Regions from separate parts of the Zea mays genome. Here all the other regions are linked to region 4. The links are chromatin contacts, called in public Hi-C maps. All regions are on one chromosome and are shown on one strand. The core of a region is the stretch at or near the end of the contact, and the rest is flanking DNA. Distances in the headings are between cores, read along the strand shown.

Region 1 (3,474 bases), core at 100-2,599, 130 kb before region 4:
CAACACGATGCAAACACTAGCACCGCAACACACACAGAGAGCGGGTACACAATCGCTCTGTTCGATCAATCAGTTCTGGCGAGCACGTACAAGACAACACTGTCCATTGCATTGAGGTCCTCCATGTCACGCCTGCAGGTTGCGGAACCCGCTCAGCGCTTCCTGCAGGTGCGCAACCGCGCCGTCGTAGTTGACGAAGCCCATGAACCAGAACTCGTGACTGTCCACCGACACCAGCTGGATGAACTTCTCCGCGGGCTTGGTCTTGTTGGCCGACGGGCTCGCCGCCCGCAGCCGTTGAAGAGGAATCGCCACCTGCGGCGTCGTCAGCTCGACTTTGCAGCACACGGGAGCGCGCGTGGGTGGGGGCTGTGATGTGTTGAGAGTGGGTTCTCGCTTACCTTGTAGTGGGTCCACTCCGTTCTGTCGCCGCCGGAAGCCTCGTAGGACAGCGGGCTGTCGCTGCAGAAGGCGACCCTGGCCGTGGACAGGTACAGGACGCCCATCACCGGGCCGGCGGCCGTGGAGAGGTAGCAAGCGTAGGACTTGCGCAGCTGCTCGTCGGGCGGGGCGCTGAAGGCCTGGCGGAATATCCTGTCGTGGCCGCCCTCCGCCAGCACCTTGGTCCCCTGCGCGATCCTCCCCACCGCGGCCTCCGCGATGCTCGGCGCCGTCCTCACTGCCCAGGAAATCAGTTGCGATCAGTTCCACAAATCACAAAGCTTACACCAGTCTGATCGGCGATGGTGTATATAGTTAGAGAGAGTTGATGAACAGAGCAGAGTCGCCCACAGTGCTGCCATGTGTTGCGCGACAGGCCCTCGGCCTTCCTGGTCGCCTCCCCGACCTTCCGCCCCCACCGCGACAGCGCATTCTTCACCGTCTCCTTCGTGCCTGCGCGCGCGCGGAACAACCGATCGAGAGAGAGAGAAAAAAAAGAAACGTCAGGGATAAGCGTCGGGCAGCAGGGAAGAATACATATAGTTCAGGTGACTTGTGGCACCGCCACCGCGCACGGACTCTTGGTCGACGGCTGCACGGGCGAAGGCATCGCGTAAGGGCCGGCGGCGTCCGTGGCCGGCGCCGGCGACCAGCTTCTCGCGTCCCGCTGCATCGCTCACACGCAGGGAACTGATTGGAATGTCCCCCACTCCCCCTGTTGTGACTCTTGTGTGCCCACACTTCAGTTCCGATCCCCGGCCGGCCGGCCGGCCCCGTTCCCTCGCGCGTATCGAAATGGTGGTTGCTTCAGGCTTCAGCTCGACGGATATGGCATGGCAACAGGCCAACAGCGCAGCTACGGGCTAGCAGTCGACCAGTCGCGTTGGTCAGGCATACTACTCCACTCCACTAATTGCTGATCGCGACGGCGACGAGCCGACGAGGCACCTACCCTACCCGCCAGTCTCCGCACCGTTTCAGTTGCACCGACTCCTGTATCCGTGCGATCGGGTTGGGTGGGACGGCGTGTCGGAGTCGGCAACCCATAGCGGACGATGCCACGTGACGCGGGCGCAGCTCCAGCTAGCTGCAGCGGCCCCGGCCGGACACGGCACGGCTCCTTGTATAAAAAAGGGGTCGGCGCCGGTCGAGATGAACGCAACGTTGCGGAGAGCGGACAGCGCCACCGGTCCCTTTGTCCGCGTCACGCTAGGCGACTTTGGCCAAGTTCCAGGTCGAGGAAGGGACGAAGCCACCGTTTCGGTGCCATGCGTGCGCGCTGCGCTGGTGTTGTTTTCAGGCACAAAATTACGCGTACATAGACGATGTCACGTTATTTCGATACTCAATTTAACTGTTACGAGCTGCCTGGACGGAAGATATATTGTAGTGGAAGGCTTAGCATGAATTAAAGCTTCAGAGTTCAGCGTATTCAGGTAGTTACAACTTACAGCACCGTTCACTGGGCCACACAACACACCCACTCACGGCACGGCATCTATCTTCCGGCCCAAACTCTATTCACAACTCCAAAGCTGCATTTATTTAGAGGGTGTTTGAATGCACTAGAGCTAATAGTTATTGGCTAAAAAATTTCTAGTAAAATTAGCTAGCTAACAAATATTTAGCAAACTATTAGCTAATTTACTAAAAATAGCTATTAGTTGAACTATTAGCTAGACTGTTTAGATGTCGTCAGCTAATTTTAACAGCTAACTATTATCTCTAGTGCATTCAAACACTCCCTTAGTTCTGAACTTCTGATCAGCCTCCACAGCCGTGTGTGTTTAGACATTCGTCCCCTTTAACAGCCAGCTTGCATCTGGTGCTGATGGAAAGAGCTGTTAGAATTAAATAGCCTCAAACAGGAACTTAGATACGCTTAGCTAAACACTAAAACACCTACTCACTCCGTCCAATTACATATTATAGTAGTTCAAGTCAGGATAAATCTAGTAACTTCAAATTTATGTTAAAAAATCTTATAAAACATATGATATAAATCGGTCAAAGTTGATGATAATTTACTTAGTATAAATCTAAAACGACTAATTCATGTGGACAGAGGGAGTGGGTCATAGAAGATTATGATTTCGAAGTTTGTACTTTCATTTGGGGCACAGATGTCAAGATGGCCTGGCTCGATATTATAACGAGTTAGCACTACAATTCGGCTCGATATAACAATGAGCTAGAAGACTTGCCAGGCTCGGCTCCTTAGGTAACTTGAACCAGCTCGATTGGCTCACGAGCTACACCAAAAGTACATCTAACAACATTGTAAATCAATCTATCAACTCTTTGTCCATCAGGTATTGACGTATAAAATTTTCACTAAGCATTACATATTTGCACTAAGGCTAGCAGCAAGTAACCACAATCACAAAAAGTCAACGTTCTAAAAACACAATGCAAGCATGCAACTAGGCAAGACTGCAACAATGCAACTGCAACCATGCTATCAAATATACAGTGATGCACCAGATCTCACACCTAATCCCACATCGGATACGATACTCAGATATGCAATCGAGCCGGCTATAACTCGTCGGACAAGTCCGGTGTCACACAGGTAAACGCACCTGATACCCAGGGCTCAACGGTTGACAATGGCTAGCTAACGTGAAACTTACTAAACAAGTCCATCGTGCCACCTAATATGTCTGATGCTGCACAGCAAAGTCTGCTAAGTTCCAATAACTCTAATTGAGTGGGGAGGCTAAATACCACCCAGCCGGTTATTTCTCAAGAGTAGGACGTGAGAAACATAGCAAGATAGTTGTTACTCTAATCCTTTAGGTGTAGAGATCCAAGTGGTAAAAATCACTCGAAGATTAGCATTGGCATAGGTATTTTTGCGAAGTGCTTAGGTTAGTTAGACCGTCATTGTAGTGCTTGCTCTAGGATATCCCTCAATCCCTTGATTCTTGTGCGCACAATTGTATTGTATCGAGTGGGCTATATCTCGTGAGATCACAACAACTATATTTATAGTTTAGTTGCCACCATTATGTTTTAGGCAAAAGCTCGATA
Region 2 (3,283 bases), core at 432-2,931, 210 kb before region 4:
TACATTAACTCGATAATCTTATGAATCAAAAATTTCGGTACGAAAATAACTTCAAAATAAAAAAAATATCAATATTATAAAGCTAGTCACTGCTGGTTCACTTTATAACCGTCGGTTGTAGGAACAAAGCAGCTAGCAGTGAATAATATTAGTTACTTAGTAGTGATGCATATCCACGATTCTTTTTTTTTTGTCTTTTGACTCTTCATTGCACTCGGTACTGCCAGTTTATTTCAGTGGAAGTTTTATGTTACTATTTCTCAAACTACAACGTAGTAAAAATATTGCAAGTTTTATTCTCTTAAAAATTCATTTCATCAGTTCTGTAGAACTTTTATTATATCTCTCTTCATCAGTACTTACGAAACTCGATCTCGTGAATCCACCGCTGAGGTTGGTTTAAGAGATTTTAAAACATCCTATATAGGACGGAGGGAAAAAATGTTTTAATTCACTTTATCGAAAATAAATTAGAAATGACTTGAGGTTGGTTTAAGAACTTTTGTACTAGCAGGTGGAGTCGAAGCCAGACACAAGTCGTAAAAAAAGCCATATTGCACTGCAAAGAGTACTCCTGTGGTATGTAATAGTAGTATATAAACACTTCCGCTGGCGACGTATTCTATTTTAGTAACTGAATCTAGCTTTGGCTGCTGCTTTTATATACATGACAATATAATACTATATATGATGTACTGTCACATGTCCCACAGGGCGATGCAGTGGAAAAGACTAATGCATGCTGCTTACATCACTTCAACTGGAAACACAGCCGATCAGCACGACTTGATGCCTATATTTGATCTGATCACAGAGAGCATGGGGGGGGGGGGGGGGGGGGGGGGGGGGGGGGGCGCAATCATATCGCATGAATCGTTCGTAGCTAATATGAAAAGCGCTTAGCTAGTCGGGAATCGATCGATGCCCACTTACCAAACGGAAAGGCACTCACAATTTTGTACCGTGACTGTGATGACGCGATCTGGAAGCAGCACGGGTTTGATGACGTTGCTACACCTCCGTGCTCTGTGCGCATGCCTGCACGGACGGCAGCGGCTAGCAGCTGGGCCTAAGGAGCCAAATACGATTATTTGTGTACAGTTGCAGGTCAAGTATGCCCATGATCCAGACACCGAAGTAGAGCATGTGGATTTATTTGACCGCAAATTGTCTTGGTTAAGACAGAGAAGTGTTGGCACACACATAGCTAGCTAGATTCGAGCGAAAAGGCGCGAGAGAAAAGAAAGACCGGGTGTCACGATCACATATTCTAAACCGCAATTTAAAAGGCGTTGGAGGCAAACCACTTGAAAAGAGCAGCAGGGAGAGGGACAGGCATGAGCGCGACCGGCGGAAGAGCAGCTTCACACCTAATCTCACCGTGGTCGAATCGACGAAAGAGAGGCCAGGGTTGGGTTAAACCATCGCAAGAGACAGCTTCACCTAATCTCACCGTGGTCGAATCGACGAAAGAGAGGCCAGGGTTGGGTTAAACCATCGCAAGAGACAGCAGCAGCTACGGCAGCGGCTTTGCAGCCTTCCTGCAGGTGCAGCGCAGCGGCGCGCGTCAAAACTGGCAGGCAGCCCACACCCCCTCCAGTCCCACGTCTCTCTTATCTCTTCATCCCGCTCTTAACCCTGCTAAGCCCCTCTTAGCTTCGCCTGCCATAGCTCCACTCCAGAGCACACTAGCTTAGCTACACACAGGCCACAGGGGCACAAGAAACACCTGCCGATCGACGGCGATGGACTTCGACGACCACGACGACGGCGACGAGGAGGAGATGGCGCCGATGCCGGTGAGCTCCAGCTACGACGCCCCGCCTCTGGCAGCCGGCGGGTTTGGTGCACCGGCGCCGCCCAAGCCGCCCGGCGAGCGCGCCAAGGCCCCGGGCGGGCGGTACCGCGAGTGCCTCAAGAACCACGCGGTCGGCATCGGGGGCCACGCCGTGGACGGGTGCGGCGAGTTCATGCCGGCCGGCGAGGAGGGCACGCTCGACGCGCTCCGCTGCGCCGCGTGCGGCTGCCACCGCAACTTCCACCGCAAGGAGTCCCCGGAGGGCTCCCCCGCCGCGCTGGTCGCCTACGGAGGCGGCGCCGCCACGCCGCACCACCACCACTTCTCCCCGTACTACCGCACCCCGGCCGGGTCGTACTTCCACCACCATCACCAGCAGCAGCAGCCGATCCACATGGCCGCCGCGGGCCACCACACGCCGCGGCCGCTGGCGCTGCCGTCCACGTCCCACAGCTGGCGCGACGACGGCGACGACTACCTCTCCGGGGGGATGGCGGCCGCCGGGCCGGTGTCGGCGCTGGGCCCGCTGGGCCTGGGCGGCGGCGCCGGGCCCTCTGGCTCCGGCGGGTCCGGCAAGAAGCGGTTCCGCACCAAGTTCACCCAGGAGCAGAAGGACAGGATGCTGGCGTTCGCGGAGCGCGTGGGGTGGCGCATCCAGAAGCACGACGAGGCCGCCGTGCAGCAGTTCTGCGACGAGGTCTGCGTCAAGCGCCACGTGCTCAAGGTGTGGATGCACAACAACAAGCACACCCTCGGCAAGAAGCCGTAGGCGTAGCTAAGCAGCAGGCAGCGTCACACCATGACACCCCCACCCCAACGCGTGTACTGTACACACGCAAGAGCCACGCCCACGCGCGCATGCATCACACACACACACACAGCGGTTGATCGCAGTCGCAGATCGATCGACGGTGGCCGTGGCCAGCCTCTCCTCCGGGTACGGGTAGGTACACCTGCATCCTCTTTGTTAGCATTCGGCTCCGGCGCCTTCGTGCCGTGGCGGCCGGAGTAGGTTAGTTGCAGTAAGTAACTCGTAGCGAGGTGCTCGATCGATCTTTCTTGCTTGGCTTTATTAGGCCGTTCTTTTTTACTTCTCATTTAACCGTACTTGCTGGTGTTGTTTATTAATTAATTCCTGCGGCATGGGCCATTTGCCGGTTTGCTTGGTTGTTCTTGGCGTTAATAATTCTTCAATGGCAAATGTACTTGGTGTTGCGATGCCAACAAGTGTATCTGGGGATTGGGGCTGCATGGATTCTGCCACTTCTCTCTCTCTCTCTGTGTGTATGTCGTGCTCGTGCACTGCCCTCTTTATATTTTTTGTGGTTGGGATCAGCTCAGCTGACGATAATTTTGCTCATGGTTCGGTTCCTAGTCAGATGCCGCATGCCGCGCCTAAAGAAGATAGGAGGATATAGGCCACTGTTCCATTCTCTATAGTACTCTCTTAATCTCTTTGCTTTGTCTTCTGCTCAAACTCGTTGG
Region 3 (3,161 bases), core at 520-3,019, 140 kb after region 4:
TTTCTAAACTTGCCTAGTAACATTGTATTGCATACTGGTAGAATTTAAAATGGTACAATGTTATAGCATCTATCATTTTTTTTCCATTCAATAATTCCCTTGCATGCAATTGGATTTTTGCTAATCATCGAAGGAACCTTCCATTGGAATCCTGATAAATTTTGGTTCATTTTTTATGGAAAAAGGCTACTTGTATGGATACAATCATTTGGTGATGTAAGAACGATAAGCCATGTGCCACTTGAACTAATGTTTCCAGCTCAATAGCCTTCAATGATGTCTGTAGGTGAAACCTGTGTCTGTCCAAAAAGTCCTGTCAAGATGTGCATACATGCTGCTCTATGCAAGGTAAATACTGTGTTGCTCTCAGTTACGTCAGCTTTGTTGTCCTGCATGTCGTTATATTGATTCTGTTGACTGTCTTAAATGATGTCGTCTTAACTATAATTCAAACAGATGTTCACCGCGTGCCCCAACCTCTGCACGCGCTAAGAAACCCAAGCAGATGGCACGTTCAGGATCATTCCCTTCGGGAGGAGGCAGGTACCGGAGCAGGCACCAAGGTGGGCAACTGTCTAAGGACGATGCGGTCCACAACCTTACATACACATTGGGTACATCTGACACGTCATCGTACCCGGTAGCACCCTGCTTTAGCGGAAGCAACAGCTCCTCGCTGTTCAGCAGCTCTGATGCAGGGTCAAGCTGCACTTTCAGCAGCGACAGCACTGACAGTGCCGGGAAATCCAGCATGGAGTATGACCGCATTTTTGGAACCTCGGGCTATATGTGCCCGGTGGTAAGCTCAGCGGTTGTGCCCGAGGGAGACAATCAGAGTTACTTGCGGCAAGGGTCTAGCTGGAACCCTAGCTCTTCGGGTCATGACATGGATGAGGCAGGTAAGTTTGCGCGGCAGTACCAGGGAGGGTATCAGGCTGGCGGAGGGGCTCCCGTAGGCGGTTGGGAGACCCCATCCTTCTCTTACGCCGATCAAGGTAAATATCAGGGCAGTAGTAGTCGTCGTAACCGTAGTTTCGGTAGTAGCTGTAAATTAACACAGCAGCGGAGGAGTACAGGGCGGGCGTTTTTTTATATAAGGTCGATTAGGGAGAGGATACAAGGGGGCTTGGGCTCGGGCTTGGGTTCGTAGAGAGATTAATTATTCATCATGTATGATTACGCCATTGCAATTGAAAAAAAAAAGAGGAGGGGGATGGGGGATTGGTTCATATAGGGAGTTCGATTGGCGTCTGTAGCAAACTACTCTAACCTGTCAAGTGTCAAGGTCGGGCAAATTTGTTGTTTTTTTTTTCCAAAATGGTTTTAAGAAAAAGAGAAGCAGTAGTGTTCGATCATCTAAACGTCTTCACCGAGTGTGATGGTCTGACCTTTGTGCAGACCGGGAGAAAGAAAAGATAAATTCAAAGAACCATGCCAAAATGCCGAAGTGTGCTTTTTTGTCACTGTCGGCTTTTCTTTCTGTCGTGTTGTAAGCGGTTGGGCTAGACACATTTGGAAGGCACTGAACATGCTGACCACTATCTGGCTACTTCATTTCTTGAAATTTGGGCAAAAGAAAGGAGTCAGTATTTTGCACGACGTTGCAGGCTCGGGGGATTTGCACTAGATACTGACTGATTAATCACCCCCAAAGAAACTCGTATCGCTCTGCTCCCGCCGTGATCTTCGTTAGTTTAAGTCAGGTCAGTATGTATCAATAAACCTACAAGGACGGGGACAATCACGGTCGGCCCATCAGTGAAATCTTTCACTAGCTGGCCTGACTGCATACAGCATACGGCCTGTTCAGCCCGACTGAAGCAGGCCGGAGTCTGTGAAGAAGGCTTTTCGTTGCGTTTGCATTGCATGCATGGCACTCACTTCTCAGCCTGACTAAAGCTGGCTGGAGTCTGAGGAAGGCGTTTCGTTTCGTTTCATTTGCATGCATGTCACTTCAAAGCTCTAACGTGCATCTCTTTCCTTATTCTTGTACATGCTGTAGGCAAATCTATGCTCTAACACGTTAGGGCCTTTTTTTGCGATCAGCGTAAGGTCAAGTATTTCAACATTTAAGCTGACAGTTCCATACATGATGCATGACGCCTTTTAAGATGTCAGTTCCTAACATTTGTTTAGGTTAAGCATTTAGATCTCTAAACATGTGCTCTAACATCTGTCTATTTTTTATTTAAAATATAAAACCTTCAAAACGTTTCTAAAAACTAAAGCTTATTTTTAAAAAAGACAAGAGTGTTTCTTTTTTTTTATTGTCGTACTTGTGGCCTCTCTGTACTTACCAGGAATGCACACAACTATTTTTTTTTCAAAACGTAGGCATAAGAGTTGAGCCCTGGTGTGTAGTAGTCATGCATCTACAACCGCACAAAACATGGGGGTTTGTTTGGTAATAATGTTTCTTAAAACATGGTATTATTATAACTTTATAATTATTATAGTAATACTATAATTTTGGCCAGCTCTAAAATAATATCTATTGTTTGGATACAACATTGTAAACCATGGTATTTAGGCAAAAGCTAGTCATGTCAACGAAAACTTTGGGTTAGAATAGAGTTTTCAATACTCTACAAAAAAATACTATAGTATCTACTATCTAGTATATCATGGTTTTTAAAAACATGGTTTTTAGAAATACATGCAAACACATTATGACAAAAAAAAATACTCTATTACTCCTATAAACCATAGTATTGCCTATAAACTACAAAATAATTTAGTTCCAAACATACCCTTAATTTTTCAAATTTCCCAACCAAATTCATGTAACTTGCATGTCTAGATACCTTTTTTTTGAGCTGCCAAAATTTGAATGGATGTTGCATTTACATCCTCAAATTTGTTTAATAATGCACAATTGCACATGTACTAGGTGAGCATCTCAAACTCTAAAGTTGTCAACATTTTTGCTACATCTCAAAACCTATCAACATAGAACTTTTTAAATAATATAAAGGTATTTTTACATTTAGATAGAAAGTAAAGAAAAAATAATTTGACATTGTTTCACCCTAAAATAAAATTAAAATGGTATTATTCAATTATATCGACAACTGTCATGGTTATGAGTCTATGACAACACTGATCACATTGTACACTTAGTGCTCTTGTTTTGTGTTATGTGCGATTATGACAAAGCCCTC
Region 4 (3,523 bases), core at 686-3,185:
ATAAAGGAAGTGATCCCATCAACCACATCTTCCTGTTTAACAAGAACATATCCATCATCTGAGTCACCATCTTCCCACAAATCCGACTTTATTATATCCCATGATGTATCAGGTTCAACTGTGCCAAAAAACAAAGAAGTTTTCAAAGCACAGTTGTTACTGTTTCAAGAAAAATAGAGTAAAAGGAAAATATACGAGTTCATATCCACTACAAAGGTAAATTGAGCCGCTCATTCTTTATCATCTCTCATGTACTTTTTATAGTAGTAATACATCCATCCAGCAGAGGCTTACCTGCACAATTCTGATCTACTGACTTCTGAATACCATTGAGCTTTTGAAGGAACTCGAGTGATCCAACCTTAGATTTAAGAAGGTCACACATCTGCTAGGTAAAAGCAAGTTATTTTAATTGTAGATCAGCTTCAGAACACAACAAACCATGTGGAAAATTATGTCTCTACTTTGTCACTCCAAAGGTTTCTATAAGGGCCATGACCATGAGGTCGTTCAGCCCACGTTCCAGATAGGAAGCTAGAGATACATATTAGGGATACTCTGCAGTCTGCAGACATGACTTCGCCTAAACTAACAACATACTGTTTTTGCAACATCTTGAAAAGATTTATTTACAACAATCAGGAACGTTCAAATATCTGATTCTGTGCCACTATTTCCGGACCCGGCACTGACTACTCGCTCCATTTTAAATTGTAAGTTGTTCTGTTTTCTCTACAAACCTTACTATTGCGATTCGTCTAAACATATATTTATATCTAGATACATATCTATAAAAAACAACAGAAGACTTAGAATTTGAAACAAAGTGAGTGCTAATAACATCACAACTGAATGGTAAATCTGCATCAAACTGGCAGTAATGCAAGTACACATAATGTTTCCTTTTCTCCTAAAATAATCAAAGGTGGACAAGAGCTCCCAACAAGGCAGTGACGACTGACGACAGATACCTTTTTAGTCTCACCACGGCACAGAAACAGTGATTAGAAGTAATTTCGAACTACGCATACACCTCAGGTCCCCAGATATTTAGCAAGTCTTTAGTTTTAGAGTGCGTTTGGCAGATCTCCACAGCTCCGTTCCCAACAAGAATCACTTTTATAGAGTCAATCGGTAAAAATCTGTACTCATCTATGGTAGGACTCCATGGTAGAAGTGGAGTGAATCTATTCTTTATTTTGTACTAGAAAGTGAGAATCAAAAAACATGTTTCCCACCCTACTCAACCTACTCCCTCCACTCTGGAATCACTTTATATCTTATTTGTCAAACGGTTTTAGTCAATAGATTTACTTAGAGAATCAGCTTTTGAAGCTAGAGAATCATGGAGTAGAGCTAACGAGCCCTTAGATTTTAGTTAGATTTTAGTGGCCAAACTTAAATTGTAGCTAATTCAGTTGAATTACGCAATTTACCAATTCAGTTACGCCTGTTGGAACTTATACTTAGGAAATCCAAATCCTGGTTCCTGGGACCCTCAACATCCCCAGAAGAGCTCGTGAGGGATCAAGCCGCCTCCTGCTCACCTGCGTCGTCTCGTAATCGGAGTCACTCGCAACCGACGACGTCGCCATGCCATCTCCATCGACACCAACATCGTCCTTGCGGTCCTCGGCCTCCGGCGAGGCTGCTGCGGTCTCCTCCGAGAGAGAGATGGCGAGATCAGCGTCGGCATCGCGCAGCATCTCAACAGCCCGCTGGACCTGCTCCAACAACTCCTCCAGCGCCCGCTTCGGCACCCTCCTTACCTCCGGCGACAACCGGCGCGCCACAGCCGGCGAGGAGGAGGTTGGTGAGGGCTCCATCGCGGGGACCGGATCCTGTATCCGGCGACGATGGCTACGCCGGATTGGAGAGGGACACGGAATCCCGCGGCCTACACGGAGAGGATGATTGGTTTGTTTGGGTTATCGTGGCGTAATAATAGCGTTGGGTTGCTCACATAAGCAACTAAGTGGGCCCCGTGTCATGGGTCCTACCTGTCGGTTGAGGCTGATATTTGACACGGGCACACGGGACACGGCTTAAGGTTACGGTGTTGGTTGTGACGAAGTTTAGATGGGCCGTCGCCCAACTAAGCAACCAGACTGAGGGAGGCCGTTCTGGGTTTCTGAAGCAGGCTTCATGGGCCAACAGCGCCAAACTGCGAATAGTATGGAATCCAAAACAAACTCATACCAAACTAAGTGCAACATAAAGTTTAACGAACACAGTCGGCTAGCCTGGACATTCCATCATCCGCACAAACCGAACCAGCCCAAAATGTTGCATCTTTTCCACCCACGCGCTACGTTAAACCTGTGGCTGCTATGGTTGGATCTTGGATGTGTTTGAAACAGTTCCTCAACTTCGTTTCGCTCTAAACGCTCTAGTTTCACTAAATTTGAATTTACAAAGACAGTGGACCTGGAGGACCGATTCACCATTTTAGTGGAGCTTAGGGCTGCTACACTAGAGGCTCTTCTGTATGTTCTCATGATGTCTGGTAAAAAATAACCATCAATATCATTAAGGATAGTAATAGACTCTAAATTTTACACTATAAAATTTAAGGATCAGTTTGAGGTCGGGCTCTATATCTATTCATTTTTAAACTAAAATTAGTTAAAGTCTCAAATAAATTATGAAAAAATAGTTGGATCATGATCCATTACCATCTCTAACTATCATAAATTATATTTTTCATCGTATTGATTCATTTTGTTTCCTTTTTATCTTTCCCATTCTCAAATACAAGGAGGTTGCTGACCATCTCTTTTCCTCCCGACGGTGCCAATAGGAACCCCCTCCACCCTCGGTTCAGGGGAGTCGTCCATGGCCAGACCTATTAGATTTGATCCTCCTCAACCTCTCCCACCTCCTTCTTCATCCATGTCCATACGGAAAATGGTATCTAGTGTTGGGCTATCGTGATAACTTTGGGCTATGACCATTAGCCATCTTCACCTCTTCTTCCCAGCGTGTAAGTGCAATTAACCTTTTTGAGGTTTTTGTGATCAAATGACAAAACAAATAATGATTCTAATAAGTGTGCTTCAAGTGTGTACTCAATTATCACCAGACCCAAAGGAGTACAATAGACAATGATGAGTGAAAAATGAAGCATATAACATAGTGGAATCACACAACCCTTCAATGACGTTCTATTTGATTCTCGTGGTTCCAAGCAATCAAAAAATTATATTGTATATTTTTTGAGTCATAGAAATCGCCATAATACTTAGAGGAATCCACGAAGGTAATGATGTTTGCATTATGCTAAAAAAAAAATCTCTACTTCAAAACTGATTTTCGAAACTTGGTATTTGGAGTGTGAAGTGTGATGTTCGACCTCCCCATAGTTCACTGGACTGAGATGCTCTCTGGTGCAAAGCGACTGAACTGGTTCAACCAGTTTTGGCTAGGAACCTCTCTAGTAAACAGTGGTTGAACCGTCCCTAGGGGCGGTTCAACTAGTTTTGGCTAGGAAACTCTCTGGTAGAAATAGGTTGAACCGGTCCCT

Evidence for each region. A called contact is a pair of places that touch in the nucleus more often than the background predicts.
Region 1: a Hi-C map of leaf shows a contact between it and region 4, with 5 times the contacts expected there. The contact joins the promoter of LOC100284924 here to the promoter of LOC100191205 in region 4. A contact is called at or near these places in 3 of 25 Hi-C or Micro-C datasets (ear, leaf and tassel).
Region 2: a contact with region 4 is called in a Hi-C map of tassel, with 2.0 times the contacts expected there. The contact joins the promoter of LOC100285525 here to the promoter of LOC100191205 in region 4. A contact is called at or near these places in 4 of 25 Hi-C or Micro-C datasets (ear, endosperm, leaf and 1 more).
Region 3: a Hi-C map of ear shows a contact between it and region 4, with 4 times the contacts expected there. The contact joins the enhancer-like site here to the promoter of LOC100191205 in region 4. A contact is called at or near these places in 4 of 25 Hi-C or Micro-C datasets (ear, leaf, tassel and 1 more).

Annotation. Positions count from the first base shown.
Region 1 is chr7:133,313,720-133,317,193 of Zm-B73-REFERENCE-NAM-5.0, reverse strand. LOC100284924 (FIP1) reads right to left here and starts at 1,349. Exons shown (of 4, transcript NM_001157819.2): 1 at 1,021-1,349; 2 at 793-894; 3 at 402-679; 4 at 1-315. The coding sequence starts at 1,114. The coding sequence ends at 127.
Region 2 is chr7:133,397,282-133,400,564 of Zm-B73-REFERENCE-NAM-5.0, reverse strand. LOC100285525 (ZF-HD protein dimerisation region containing protein) reads left to right here and starts at 1,681. Exons shown (of 1, transcript NM_001158416.2): 1 at 1,681-3,047. The coding sequence starts at 1,746. The coding sequence ends at 2,567.
Region 3 is chr7:133,044,844-133,048,004 of Zm-B73-REFERENCE-NAM-5.0, reverse strand. LOC103634170 (ubiquitin carboxyl-terminal hydrolase 18) reads left to right here. Exons shown (of 12, transcript XM_020541292.3): 10 at 287-348; 11 at 457-995. Among protein-coding and RNA genes, the nearest start is that of LOC100286078, 5.8 kb to the right of the region's middle. Within about 2 kb of position 1,769, at least 19 of the 20 cell types and tissues checked have an H3K27ac peak or open chromatin away from gene starts, as enhancers often do. A contact at or near this core is called in ear, leaf and tassel, where this site is marked.
Region 4 is chr7:133,182,803-133,186,325 of Zm-B73-REFERENCE-NAM-5.0, reverse strand. LOC100191205 (MADS box interactor-like) reads right to left here and starts at 1,935. Exons shown (of 6, transcript NM_001136640.1): 1 at 1,548-1,935; 2 at 295-385; 3 at 1-118. The coding sequence starts at 1,826.